Linked DNA regions of Mus musculus: regions 2, 3 and 4 are each linked to region 1. The links are chromatin contacts, called in public HiChIP or PLAC-seq maps. All regions are on one chromosome and are shown on one strand. Each heading gives the region's core, a stretch centred on a gene start, on an enhancer-like site or on the middle of the called end of the contact. The rest is flanking DNA. Distances are from core to core; before and after follow the strand shown. Region 1 holds the start of Cdk5rap3 (CDK5 regulatory subunit associated protein 3). Region 2 overlaps Igf2bp1 (insulin-like growth factor 2 mRNA binding protein 1). Region 3 holds the start of Ttll6 (tubulin tyrosine ligase-like family, member 6). Region 4 holds the start of Hoxb4 (homeobox B4).

What was found. HiChIP or PLAC-seq counts read pairs in DNA pulled down with a chosen protein or histone mark.
Region 2: a contact with region 1 is called in an H3K4me3 HiChIP or PLAC-seq map of embryonic forebrain, with 5 times the contacts expected there. The contact joins the enhancer-like site here to the promoter of Cdk5rap3 in region 1. A contact is called at or near these places in 1 of 39 promoter capture datasets (hippocampal neurons), 4 of 115 datasets of contacts at active chromatin or transcription factors (cardiomyocytes, embryonic forebrain, embryonic midbrain and 1 more) and 1 of 9 other capture datasets (macrophages).
Region 3: an H3K27ac HiChIP or PLAC-seq map of embryonic stem cells shows a contact between it and region 1, with 5 times the contacts expected there. The contact joins the promoter of Ttll6 here to the promoter of Cdk5rap3 in region 1. A contact is called at or near these places in 1 of 39 promoter capture datasets (hippocampal neurons) and 3 of 115 datasets of contacts at active chromatin or transcription factors (embryonic forebrain, embryonic stem cells and pancreatic cancer cells).
Region 4: a contact with region 1 is called in an H3K4me3 HiChIP or PLAC-seq map of bone marrow-derived macrophages, with 2.7 times the contacts expected there. The contact joins the promoter of Hoxb4 here to the promoter of Cdk5rap3 in region 1. A contact is called at or near these places in 2 of 39 promoter capture datasets (pre-B cells and stem cell-derived epiblast-like cells), 9 of 115 datasets of contacts at active chromatin or transcription factors (bone marrow-derived macrophages, craniofacial prominence, embryonic hindbrain and 5 more) and 1 of 9 other capture datasets (liver).

The regions. Positions count from the first base shown.
Region 1 is chr11:96,914,940-96,918,050 of GRCm38.p6, forward strand. It overlaps Cdk5rap3 (CDK5 regulatory subunit associated protein 3), which reads right to left and starts at 1,575. Exons shown (of 14, transcript NM_030248.2): 1 at 1,445-1,575; 2 at 1,212-1,257. The coding sequence starts at 1,450.
Region 2 is chr11:95,989,788-95,992,898 of GRCm38.p6, forward strand. The region is part of intron 2 of Igf2bp1 (insulin-like growth factor 2 mRNA binding protein 1); the gene reads right to left. Among named protein-coding and RNA genes, the nearest start is that of Igf2bp1, 15 kb to the right of the region's middle. Within about 2 kb of position 1,559, at least 117 of the 459 cell types and tissues checked have an H3K27ac peak or open chromatin away from gene starts, as enhancers often do. A contact at or near this core is called in embryonic forebrain, where this site is marked.
Region 3 is chr11:96,132,145-96,135,255 of GRCm38.p6, forward strand. Ttll6 (tubulin tyrosine ligase-like family, member 6) reads left to right here and starts at 1,642. Exons shown (of 15, transcript NM_172799.4): 1 at 1,642-1,817; 2 at 2,727-2,764. The coding sequence starts at 1,642.
Region 4 is chr11:96,316,623-96,319,733 of GRCm38.p6, forward strand. Hoxb4 (homeobox B4) reads left to right here and starts at 1,645. Exons shown (of 2, transcript NM_010459.7): 1 at 1,645-2,601. The coding sequence starts at 2,148. Mir10a (microRNA 10a) reads left to right here and starts at 543; the gene lies at 543-652. It also overlaps a transcript of Hoxb3 not described here.

The DNA.
Region 1 (3,111 bases), core at 325-2,824:
ATGCACCGAGCCTTGTGCCTCGCAGTGGCTCACAAAACCTTAGTGATTTCATCTTAACAAAGACAAGTATAAAATAGCAGCGGGGATGGAACAAATGCTCCATGGTGAGCGGTGTCCTACTGGTTCTTCTCAGGACTCGAGGACAAACTGGCACACCCAGGTAGATGCAGCGGGTGCCCATACACTATGAATACATGGTGGCCCGTGCCTGGCAGGCACTTGGGAGGACTCACCAGTGTCCATCAAAGGACTGAATACTCCCTCTCCTTTAAAACAAATCTTTCAACCGCTTAATTTCTCTCAAGCAACAACAGTATCAGAAATTCTGACTCTGAGTTCTTCTCAAGTTGTCAGAAAGGAAAACAGCAGACACCAGAATTCCTCCAGGGGCTGAGGTCGGCAAACACCCTCTTAAGGACGTGTTACCAGTGGACTGGCGTATCTGGTGAACACAAGGGCCAGGGGCTGTACACACCCCCAGAAGTGACAGAATGAGGGATGTAAGCCAGATGCAGAGACTGCCTGGTCACTAAAAGGTCTTCTTGTCTCTCTGTCATTTTCTTTTGAAATAGTGTCTCTCCATGTAGTCCTGGCTGCCCTGGTGCTTGCTATGTGGCCAAGGCCTGCCTCTGCCTTCTGAGTGCTAAGACTAAAGGTTTTTTGGGGGGGTGGGGGTGGGGGGCGGGGAGTACTAGGCTGGTACTTGCTATGCAAGCCAGGCTGTCTGAGAACTGCCACCAATCCTCCTGCCTCGGCCTCCCAAGTATTATGGTTACCAGTGTGAACCACCATGGTTGGCATAAAAGGTCTGTATGTGAGTCTTAGGGCCCTCTTCTCCCTAAATCCAAGGAGAGAAACTTTTTAAATAGATGGGAGAGGATTACCCACCCCAAATAATGCAAAATGCATGAAGACAGAACCAAACAGACTTAGGTTTCAAATGGATCAGCCATTTGCTTAACTGTCCATCTTTAACACTATCCATTTGTCCTGTGTGCCTGAATACGATTTGATACTACGTGAGAAACGTTAAAAGTAGAAAACACGGAGCCAGTACAGACTTTCCATGCTTCCTTCCTTGCAGAGCAAACAGTTCGCTGGAGTAAAGCACCTCAGCTGGGACTTTCACAGCTCCTGGCTGCTGGTTGGTGACAGGGGGCAACTAGCAGACCTCCCCCGAGAGCCGACCGCGCGGGGGCGCCCTCTCCTACCGAGCAGCTTGCTGGTCTGGATGTCGATGGGCACGTGCTGATGGTCCTGGTGGGAAATACGACCGGGAGGGAGGGCGTGAACGCGGGAAGGCGATGCGCCTCGCGCGCGCTCATTCCACGAGTCCAACCGCCACCCTGCAGGGGCAGAGCACCCGACAGAGGACGGGAGGACTTGAGGAGGCAGGACAGGAATCCCAGAGAAGACCCAGTTTCTCCAGCCCTGGTCCCCACACCTGCATCCTTTCTCCACTTCCGCTTCCGGCCAAAGACCCCGGCCCAGCCTAGCACCAATCCTGAGCGGCTGTGCTTGAGCCTCAGTTCCGAAACAAACCGGCCTCCTTCAGCCACGTCGCCGTCTTCAGCGGAGCCAATCCAAGACCACGCTCCGCCCCTCTGCTGAAAGCCCCGCCCATCACGATGTTCTGATTGGTTGAGTACCGGAGGGGCGGGAGAATAGCTGACAGCCAATGGAAGGCGAGAGGCGGGCTCCGGCCGGGTGATCTCCAGGAAGGGATGTTACACTTGCACGATGGCGGTAGGGGGCACCCAAGAGCCGTTTTAGGCTGCTTTTTCATCAGCCTGGCGCGGAGCCCCCAGCTAGAGAACGAACACATGCGCGGAACAGGTCCTAGCACCTTCCCGATGGCGTTTCGAAAGTAGTTAAAAAAAATACTTTCTTCCCACCATTTTCTCCCTTTACCACATATAGAAGGTCACAGGTCTCTTGAGGCTCTCGTCACATTTTGTCCTCCCATTTATGATAAATACGATTTTTGAGCACCCGATTCTTGTTGGACGACTGGGACAGGGAAGGGAGAGGAAGCAACACTCATTGAATAGTAAACAAAAAGTTGCGTGGTGGCACACGCCTTTAATCCCAGCAGGGAGGCAGAGGCAGGCGGATTTCTGAGTTCGAGGCCAGCCTGATCTACAAAGTGAGTTCCAGGACAGCCAGGGCTATACAGAGAAACCCTGTCTCGAAAAGCCAAAAAAAAAAAAAAAAAAAAAAAAAAAAGTTGCAGAAGGAAGGATGATGGCGGGTGTTCCTGGTGGAGTGGAAAGGCTGTTTCTGATGGAAGAGACTGCACAAACTTTAAAACTACAGCTGCAAGAGTGGTTCAGGGAAAGACAAGCAGGGGAGACCGGCAAAATATACGTGGTCCAAGACAAAGTGAAGTGCAAGGTCCCTTGTTTCACGAGGGATCTCAAGAGGACACTACACAGGTCTCCCACCTATAGCTGACCTCAGACCCACCTCTATACAGTAAAAGGTTTAAGGCAGTGACCCGGGAGGAGGCTGTAAAAATATAAGGATCGTAACAAAGAGTCCCTCATTAAGGAACTTGGACTTCACACTGCAGACAGAGAGGAACCACTGAAGGGTTTGGTACAAGGAAGGACATAACACATATTGGTTAGGAGGATGGGCTAATGGGCAATAAGGCTGTGTCCAGAGCAACTAGGAGGCTGTAAGGGAGAGGTTGGGCCTCACCTAGGTCAGAAGCTGTAGGGAGGAGATAAGCAGAATTTAGGAGGAAAACAGACAGGCGTTGGCAATAGATTGGCCAAATGGGTGAGGAGGGAGGACTCAAACATGACACTCAAGCTGGGCAGTGGCGGCACACGCCTTCAATCCCAGCGCTTGGGAGACAGAGGCAGGCAGATTTCTGGGTTCAAATTCAGCCTGGTCTACAAAGTGAGTTCCAGCAAAGCCAGACCTACACAGAGAAACCCTGTCTCCAAAAACAAAGCACACACACACACACACACACACACACACACAAAGATGACACTGAAGTGTTGAGTGGGAGTGCCACCACCTGAGATAATGACACCAGTTGTGGAGCATGTGTTGGAGAGGAGGGGCTTTGAACTTGTGGAGTTGGCAATGCTGGGGACT
Region 2 (3,111 bases), core at 309-2,808, 930 kb before region 1:
AAGGGTAGTCACCGAAGTTCTTCTCTTACAAGCTCCATCCAGAGCAGGCAAAGGAATAAAGGAGACTGGGAAGGTGCGAGCGGGAGGGAGAGAGCCTGGCTTGGCCTAATCCACTCAGGAATAAATGGGCTGATTAGAAAGCCCAAAGGTTATTTTTGTTTTGTTTTGTTTTTTAATTGTGTTTATCCCCACCCCCACCCCCAGCCCTTACTCATGGCGCAGCCCCGGAAGAAGCTAAAACAGAGGCTCTGAGGTAGCTGATCGCCTTCTAGGCAAATTCCAGGTCGGCTGGAGCTAACTGCCACCTCCTCCCCCAACCCCAGGCTTTGAATAGAATTTTACTTTTTAACTTTTTAACTGGAGGGGTCTGGCCAAGTGGAGCTAAAAAGTGGGGAAAAGGGAGGTCAGAAGAACCTGGGGACGGGTGGGTGAGGACGGAGCCTTTACTAAAGCATAAAGAACAGTAACACATAGAAAGGAGTTTGTCCGCATGAACCTCCCGGGTGGGTACAGGGGTTCCCCCAGTAGGACTGTCCCCACTAACCCGGGTCAGCCTGATGGCGGAGAGAGTTTTTGGGTCTTCCCAAGGCAGTGGGGAAGGTTAATAAGCTGACAGGTCCTCGCTGATCCCCCAGTACCCCTCAACTGAACATGTTATCTTAGCTCACCGCCCAGCATCTCTTCAGGAAACCTAGGAGCCAAATGATGGGCTGAGGGAGAAGAAGGAAATGAAATGTAAGAGAACCTTGGGAAGAGAACGCTCTCTCAAGACAAAGATTCTGAAGTTGAGTTCTCAGAGGCAAGCAAAGAAGCCAGGCCAATCTCAAAAGAAAGCAGACAACACAAAACCCTGTTGCTGAAAAGGGATTAGCATAATGCTGAAAATCCTTAGGGTTAAAAAATAATTTATCAGTAGAAAGGACACTGGTCCTTCCTGCCCAGTTGCCAACAAATACCTGTTGGTGGTGAGCGAGTTCATTTAGAGCAAGTGCTAAAGGCCGGTCTCAAATTCTTAGAACTCCTCTCCACACCATCCTGATTTCTGCTGGGATTTGGGTGGGGAAGCAAAACGCCCTCCAAAGGGCCCTGTCCCCCAGGTTCAGAGATGATTAGGAGGCTGGACCACCAACGTTTTCCAAAATGGCTCTCGGCCACCCCGACAAGGAAGAAAGGCGGGTCTTCAACAGCTCGGAGGACCCAGCCCTGGACACAGCCTTCTGCCAGGGAGGGTTGGAAAGCTGAGCAGTCAGGGCAACTGAGGAGGAGGCGGAGGCGGCGGCGGGGAAGGGCGGCGGCAGCTGAGGTGGGGGAGGTGGCAGCAGCTGGGGGAGGAGGGGAGCCCTGCAGGCCGCGCCATGGAGAAGGCCGAGCAGCTGAGAGGCCCGGCCTGCGCCCCAGCCCCTCACCTCACCCCGGGGAGGGAAGCCCAGCGCCCCCCCCCCACCCAGCCCCTGGGTGGGCTGCTGCACTGCACAGGGAGGGGGACAAGGGTGCGCCCCAGCCCCCTGCCACAGTCTAGAATGTTCACGCACCAAGGCGCCCTGGGCACCCGGGGACGCTCAGCCGATCCTGAGGGGCCCCGGCGGCCCTCGGTCGCCCGCGCAGGGCCCGTGGGGGAGGGGCCGCGCTGGGGGCTGGGGTGGGGGTGGGGACCGGGACTTTGCCCTTTGTCTCCCTCTCCTCTCCCTCTGCAGAGCCACCGGCCGAAACCCGACCCCATCGGCCAGCCAGGCAGCCGGCGCGGGGCAGGCTCCCCCTCCCGAGTTCTTTAGTAAATCCAGACCCGACCTCCCCGTGCTCAGGGCCGTGACTGAGGTGGTCCTGTGGGGGAGGGGGCTTCCCGCCTGCTAACCGGCCTGCAAACATTTAAGGGGGAGCCGGGGAGAGGGTGGGAGTGGGGCCGTTGAGGCTGGGGAGGAGAAAATGGCCCTGGAGGCGGCAATCCTAAGAGACACCGTCCGGGCTGCCCAAGGTGGCAGGACCAGGATGGGGAGGCCTTCCACAGACGAGGCAGAAATGGGATCTGGGAGTGGGGCAGAACTTCGGGGGCATTCCAGGAAGCTCGACAGCAAAGTTATAATTGAAGTCATCCTTGTCCCGATAATAAAGTATAGGGAGTGAAAAAGACCTTACTTATTCATCCCTTTGGGGTGTCATCAATTATGTTACTAATATGCAATTTTAATGATGCAGCTTTGCATGTACTGAATTTACAAGGTCCCTTCCATACAAAAATGTATGAACCTGGAACATGACGCTAATGTGATCTTCTCCATTTCCAGGTGGCAAGAGAAGCTCAGTGGTGGCGCACGCCTTTAATCCCAGCGCTTGGGAGGCAGAGGCAGGCGAATTTCTGAGTTCGAGGCTAGCCTGGTCTACAGAGTCAGTTCCAGGACAGCCAGGGATACACAGAGAAACCCTGTCTCGAAAATAATAATAATAATAATTAATAATAATAATAATAATAGAGGCTCAGAGAGATTGAGTAGCCAACAAAGCAATGGCCAGTGACAACAGGCTTGTTCCTGTTTCCCAGAAAAACAGGGTAATGCGTTCGTGCTCCCTAGAAACCAATGTATGAGTTAAGAATTATGACTCAGTAGGCATTAACAGGTCACCTCTTCATCCCTAGCTGCAGGGGGAGGAGGGGGCGGAGGAAGAAGAGGAAGAAGGCATCTCTGTCTGCCCTGAACCTGGCTCCTGCTTCCACCCCCCACAGAAACTAAATAAATTAAGTAACTAGAGACAGGAAGCAGGTACCCAATGAGGGCTGGAAGGCCTGCACAGCTTTCCCCAGGTATTGATCAAGTTTCTGGAGAAGGGGAGGATCCAAGCGAGGAGTCTAGAGGCCCGGAAATAAACAATGACCCCTGGATCCCACCACAGAATCCTCTTCCTGTGCCTTCCACACAGGGGAAGCCTGTTGACACCCACCATTTTTGTTTCCTTCAGCTTGGGAAGGAAGGAGGCTCAGGGGAGGGACAGATCCGTGTCAGGTGTGCTTTTCTTTGCAAAAGCTTCTTTACACTAAAGCTCAAGAAAGGCACAGCCTGTGTTGGGGACTGCTCTCAGGCACTCCTGCTTTAGGAAGGCCCTGGGCTGTGTTGTGTC
Region 3 (3,111 bases), core at 392-2,891, 780 kb before region 1:
AAACCAGGAACCAGCTGGCCATTGATGTGGCTCAGTAGGTAAGTGTGTTTCACAACAAGCCTGACTACCTACCTGAGGTTGATCCCAGAACCCACATAATAGGGGAACCAACCCCCACAGGTTTGTTGTCCGCTAACACACACACACACACACACACACACACACAGACAGAGAGAACAAAAATATACCTAGGGACATGCAAACGCGCCTTTATGATATATTATGTGGGCAGAAAGAAGGTGCCAAGATGGTTAAAATGATGTCAGAATAATTACAATTAGAATTTAAGAATTCACAGCCAAGGCAAAGATGCTTTGGTAGAGTAGGTGAGCCACAGGTGATGTCTGCCCTCCCAGCTTTAAGGCCTCCTTTATTTAACATGATTTCAGCAATAAACTGAAAGATAAAGATATTCATTTTTAAAAGCTTTGATCCAAAGGATGTGTATGAGCAGGGCAGGCAAGTAGATGGCAAAAGGCCTGTGGACACTAAAGGAGAGAGAGAGGCTGGCATGTGGGCACTAAAGGAGAGAGGCCTGTGGGCACTAAAGGAGAGAGAGGCTGGAGTGTGGGCATTAAAGGCGTGGAGGTTGGTGGGGAGGAGAAGGGAGGAGGTGGGAGCCTTGTGAAATGGGCCTTATGGCCATATGAGCCTTGGTGTGAGGGCTGTGATCTGAACGGGGCCAGGAAAATCTGGGTTAGGCAGAGGCAGAGGCAGAGGCTGAGGCAGAGGCAGAGGCAGAGGCAGAGGCAGAGGCAGAGGCAGAGAGGCAGAGGCAGATGGGGCAGAGGCAGAGGCAGAGAGGCAGAGAGGCAGAGGCAGAGGCAGAGGCAGAGGCAGAGAGGCAGAGGCAGAGAGGAAGAGGCAGAGGCAGAGAGGCAGAGGCAGAGGCAGAGACTGTACTCCTAAAGAACTGTGAAGGCAGAACGCTGTGTGTGTGTGTGTGTGTGTGTGTGTGTGTGTGTGTGTGGTGTGACAGAGAGAGAGAGAGAGAGAAAGAGAGAGAGAGAGAGAGAGAGAGAGAGAATGAGAGAGAGAGAGAGAGAGAGATCTCAGCAGTTAAGAGTACTAGTTTTCCAGAAGCTCTTAGTTCCATTCTCAGTATTGTTGGGAACGGACATCTGTTGATTCACAGCCGCCTGTGCATCTTATTCGTGCCTGCATCTTGCCTTGTGGGAAGTCGAATGCAGCACTGTAAGGGTTAACAGAACTCAGCCCACCTCCACTGCCCCCTCGGGACTCAGTCCCTCAGATAGAAAGGCTTGAAGCTGAGTTCTGAGGCTGTCTCCAGGCGCACTCTGACTTTAATAATAAGATTGTTTACCAGGTGGTACAGCGCATAGCAGCAGCTCGGCCTCTTTCAGAAAACCCCAGATGGCCAAAACCAAAGCTAGGGTTGGCTAGGTGAGTCCCCAAGGTCAGAGTCTTTGCCAAAGGTGGAACTAGCTCTCTCCCTGAGCGTGCACCAAGCGCGCATTTGGAGCGGGGAGCATTTTTTATAAACTACAACCAGTTGTTTGGGAACGGACATGAGCAAGGGAGGAGCGCCCCCTTCAGGTGGACCCACACAACTGCTGATCGCTCTGCCTTCTCTCCAGGGAGGACTGATGTTTCCCCAGAGCCTCCTCCAGGGCTAGGAAGATGCTACAGTGCCTGACTTCGGAAAGTGAGGAAGGGGCTGAAGAGAGGGAGGAGAGTTCCACAGAAGATCTGGAGGAGCTAAAAGAATTTGTCACCCTGGCTTTTGTGAGAGAGAACACACAAAAGAGGCTCCAGAACGCACAGCAGCATGGTAAGAAAAAGAGGAAGAAAAAAAGGTTAGTATTGAAAAACGAGGAGTTTCGGGGCGTGTGTGTGTGTGTGTGTGTGTGTGTGTGTGTGTGTGTGTGTGGTGTCGGTGTTGATAAGAGCAGGAAGGGCCCAAGGGAAGAAGGTCTTGGCTGATGAGAGGAAAAGGGGACACAGGGCTTGTCTCCTCTGGCTCACACCAATTTCAGTGTTCTGTTTTATGGCATCCCATAATAGTGTGCATAACCTCGAATCACACCTTGTACTTTTCCTTCTATTTGTGTTTGCAATGCCTTTTAAAGACTGGGTGGAGAGGGAGCTCCTTGCTGAAGGAGCAAGGAAAAAATTTCCCTTCCTAAGCGCAAGCTCCCGTGTGTCCTGGGAATTTCACATACTTGCAGTGTAACAGGACCACAGTGACTTGCCAGCCCCGGCGGCTGGCAGCTGCAGCTTGCGCATTCCGTTTCTGGGTTAATACTCTGCTTTGCCTTGTAAGAGAGTATTGTCTATCTTCTAAATGGCTTCCCTTAGTGGAAAGGGGGAGACAATATTTTAGTAAAAAATATGTGCCTTTTAAAATTTCTCAAACAAGCAAACAAACCCCAAAATAAATAAATAAAATAAAATTTCTGTCCCCAATGGGCTGATGGTGTAAAAGTACAGGGACCACTGGGAGTGTAGCCTAGTGTCTAGTGCCTCACTTTCAGGCAGGAGGCCCTGGGTTCAAGTCCCATCACTGACAAAATTAAAAAGGGGGTTGAGGCAATGGTGTTAACACAAAATCGCAAGCAAAGGCAATTGTAACACATGGAGTAACGGAACTGTGAGGTGCATGGCTTGGTGTGGCCACTGGGACACATGTGTCTGGCCCCAGCCCTGTGTTCTGGCCTGGGTATCTGTCTGTGTCTTGCTGTCTGCCCTTTTCTCTTTTCCAGATGATTGGTGATCAATCTATCTAACTGCCGGTATGACAGCGGTAAGTATCTCTGTTCAAGGGGTCTGTGATGGAGACTGAAGGGTGGGGAAGGGGCCAGTCCTGGGCATGCCCGAGGGTGATAAACAGGGTCTCAGAATGCTTGGAAGTCTCCTGAAAATCACAGGGGCATTGTGCACAGCCCATAGTCTTGCGTATTTACGTACATGTTTGTTGACAGGGCTTCACTGTGTAGCTCAGGCTAGCTCAAGACTCAACTATGTCAAATGCTGCCCACCCCCAGACCCCCACCTGCCTCTGTACTAGTTTATCTCACTGATTAAGCCTGGTTATGGTTAAGGATTAGTTTGCATCCAGGGTTTAATGTTTGGAGACAAGCTAGAGGACTC
Region 4 (3,111 bases), core at 395-2,894, 600 kb before region 1:
ACTTTTTCCAAAAGGACTTTTATTACACCCCCTTCACACCCAGACACCTCTCCCTCCTCCCTTTGCTTTGGAAAATATCTATATATGTGTTTGATCACAAACTAAAGGCTGTGGGGGCAAGGGAGGAACCTATTTGGGGTTTTGTATTTTTTCTTAAAAAAAAAAAAGTCATGGGGGGAGGGGAGGGGCCGAGGGCACCCAGAAAGGCCTGATTCTGACTTCGAGGCAGCCTCGGGATGACCCTTCCTTCTTTTGTGCTTAGCTAATGTTTACATCTAATAATTCATGCGCCACCGAAAGTCGCGCGGCAGCCACGAGGTTCGAGTCCCTTTGCACAACAGCTGCCTTTTTAAAAAATCTTATTTTATTTTTTGAATAGAAAGTTGAAACCCCTTGTAATCCCAAGAACGGACCCACAGTGACTTTTCTGCTCCCAGATCTCAAAATTAAAACAAAACGAAATAAAAATGAAAACATTCAGATCACACCCAAAAGAAGAACGCACGGAAAGTAAGAGAACTGGAAATTTCCTGGGCCAAGAAGACCTGTCTGTCTTCTGTATATACCCTGTAGATCCGAATTTGTGTAAGGAATTTTGTGGTCACAAATTCGTATCTAGGGGAATATGTAGTTGACATAAACACTCCGCTCATATTCTTTCCCAGAAGAAAAATAGATTATTTTCTAAATGAGGACAATCCAGTGACTGCCTTCAAGAAGACTCCTTTTCTTTTCCTCCCTCAACCAATGAGGGAGAAATCTCATCTACCTGAGGTGTCCCCATGCACACCCCTGGAAGCTTGGGTCCTTGTTCACTCAAGAGATTAATGTTACTGGTGTTTTAAAATTTATCTTTAAGCCCCAACCTACCTATTCTTATTCTGGGTCCAGGGGGCTTTATTGGAAATCATGAGGAGGAAAAAAAGATTGCTGAAGGCTGCAGTGTGCAAAGGCAAAGGAAATTTGCTTTTTAAAAGGATGCGAAGATTGCTGTTTCGTTGAATTCAAGACAAGATGCCCTGAAAACATAAGGTTGCCATGGGTGTTCTTGTGCGTGTGATGTTGGTGGGGGCGTCACAGCTAGGGCTCCTTTACTTAGTATTCAAGGTTGTGAAATTTCTTTCTGCCACACTGACAGAGGCGGCGGCTTTAGCGGCAATTAGAACTCTTGGTTAGCATTGCTTCGACGAATCTGGAATTAGCAAATTACTATTCAATTGGTTTTAGGAACTTGCGGGTTTGGTTTGGTTTCATTGTATCTTCTGTCTTTAGTGGAGGGAGTCCAGCCGTTCCTCTGACCTTGGGCCTTGTGGGTTAAAGGGAGGGAGTGTTGAGGAGGACAGACTGACGGACACAGCCGATGCTCATAGTGCAGCTAAATGCGATTTGGAAGGCGAAGTCTCCCCGAATTAGTGCGTGAATTTCCTATCGATCTGCTCGCGGTTCCATTCATCTCTGACAAGTCCCTCTGCGCACCCGCCTTCTAGCTCCCGACGCCTCCTCACTCACCTCCTACCCCTCCCCATCTGGCTGCACTGAGAAGCCCCAAGCTCAGCGCCCCTATGACCTAGTGGGTACCCATTTCAAGAAGGCGCTCCCTGGTCGGCCAACCACTTAAAACCCCACACAGACACCTAGTGCGTGAGCTCCCTCTTATCCTGGGGAGGAGATGGGGCCCTATGGGAGTCAGAGAAAGGTTGGTGGAGATTAGGTAGGGCAGGGGTGGGGGCTACACCCGCAGCCCCAACTTCTGAGGGATGCAGGGTTTGTGCTCTGCCCAGCCCCCTCACCCCCAAACAGGCCCTCCAATTAACCTGCTCACTCTTTCTTAGTTCATCACCCCTCTCTGTTGTGGAGAAAGCCAGGCGAGGAGGGGGTCTCCCCGCGGGAGCCCTATGTAAATCCTGGTGTTGGGTGGGTGGGGAGGGGTAGAGAAGGGGAAATAAACCTCTTTGGCTGGAGTAGGGTCCGGGTGAGCAGATTTCCTTATCCGGGAATCGCAGGCCGGGTGGCCATTGGCTCGGAGGATCACGTGGGCCTCTAACTTTGTTCACTTGACAGTAAGTAGGAGGGCTTTCGGAAACAGGAAAACGAGTCAGGGGTCGGAATAAATTTTAGTATATTTTGTGGGCAATTCCCAGAAATTAATGGCTATGAGTTCCTTTTTGATCAACTCAAACTATGTCGACCCCAAGTTCCCTCCGTGCGAGGAGTATTCACAGAGCGATTACCTACCCAGCGACCACTCGCCCGGGTACTACGCCGGCGGCCAGAGGCGAGAGAGCGGCTTCCAGCCGGAGGCGGCCTTTGGGCGCCGGGCGCCGTGCACTGTGCAGCGCTACGCGGCCTGCCGAGACCCCGGGCCCCCGCCACCTCCGCCGCCCCCGCCGCCCCCGCCACCGCCCGGGCTGTCCCCTCGGGCTCCAGTGCAGCCAACAGCCGGGGCCCTCCTCCCGGAGCCCGGGCAGCGCAGCGAGGCGGTCAGCAGCAGCCCCCCGCCGCCTCCCTGCGCCCAGAACCCCCTGCATCCCAGCCCGTCCCACTCCGCGTGCAAAGAGCCCGTCGTCTACCCCTGGATGCGCAAAGTTCACGTGAGCACGGGTGAGTGCGTGGGCACCCCTTCCCCTCCCACCCCCGGCGCTTTACAGTGAAGGGACCTCCGAGGCATGTGGGGGAGGGAGCGAGGGGAAGCCAATTGTCCCCGCTATAAACTCGCCATTGCCAGAGATTTACGGTCTCCTGTTTTCAGAGCCACATAATTACATCGCCCATAAATTTTTATGGCCTAGTGGGCCCTGCGCCTTTGAAGTCATCCTCTTCTTCATTCTCCCAGCGACTTTTTCGCCAGGGATTCGCAGTCCCAGTAAAGTTGGAAGTTGGGGAGGGGTGTGGGAGGAGGGGAGGAGAAGGAAGAGGAGGAGGTAATCCCTATTTAAGCACAGAGTTGAATCAACTTCCTGGATTTCTTTTTTTTTTTTTTTTCCCCTTTCTTCCAATCTGGTACCTTGGCTGGAGAAGTAGGCAAAAGTTTTTACTAAGGGGAAGGCGCTGCTTGGAATCTGAGCAGTGAGGGTGGGAACTAAGCCGGGGAAAGGTCTAGGGCAACACCCC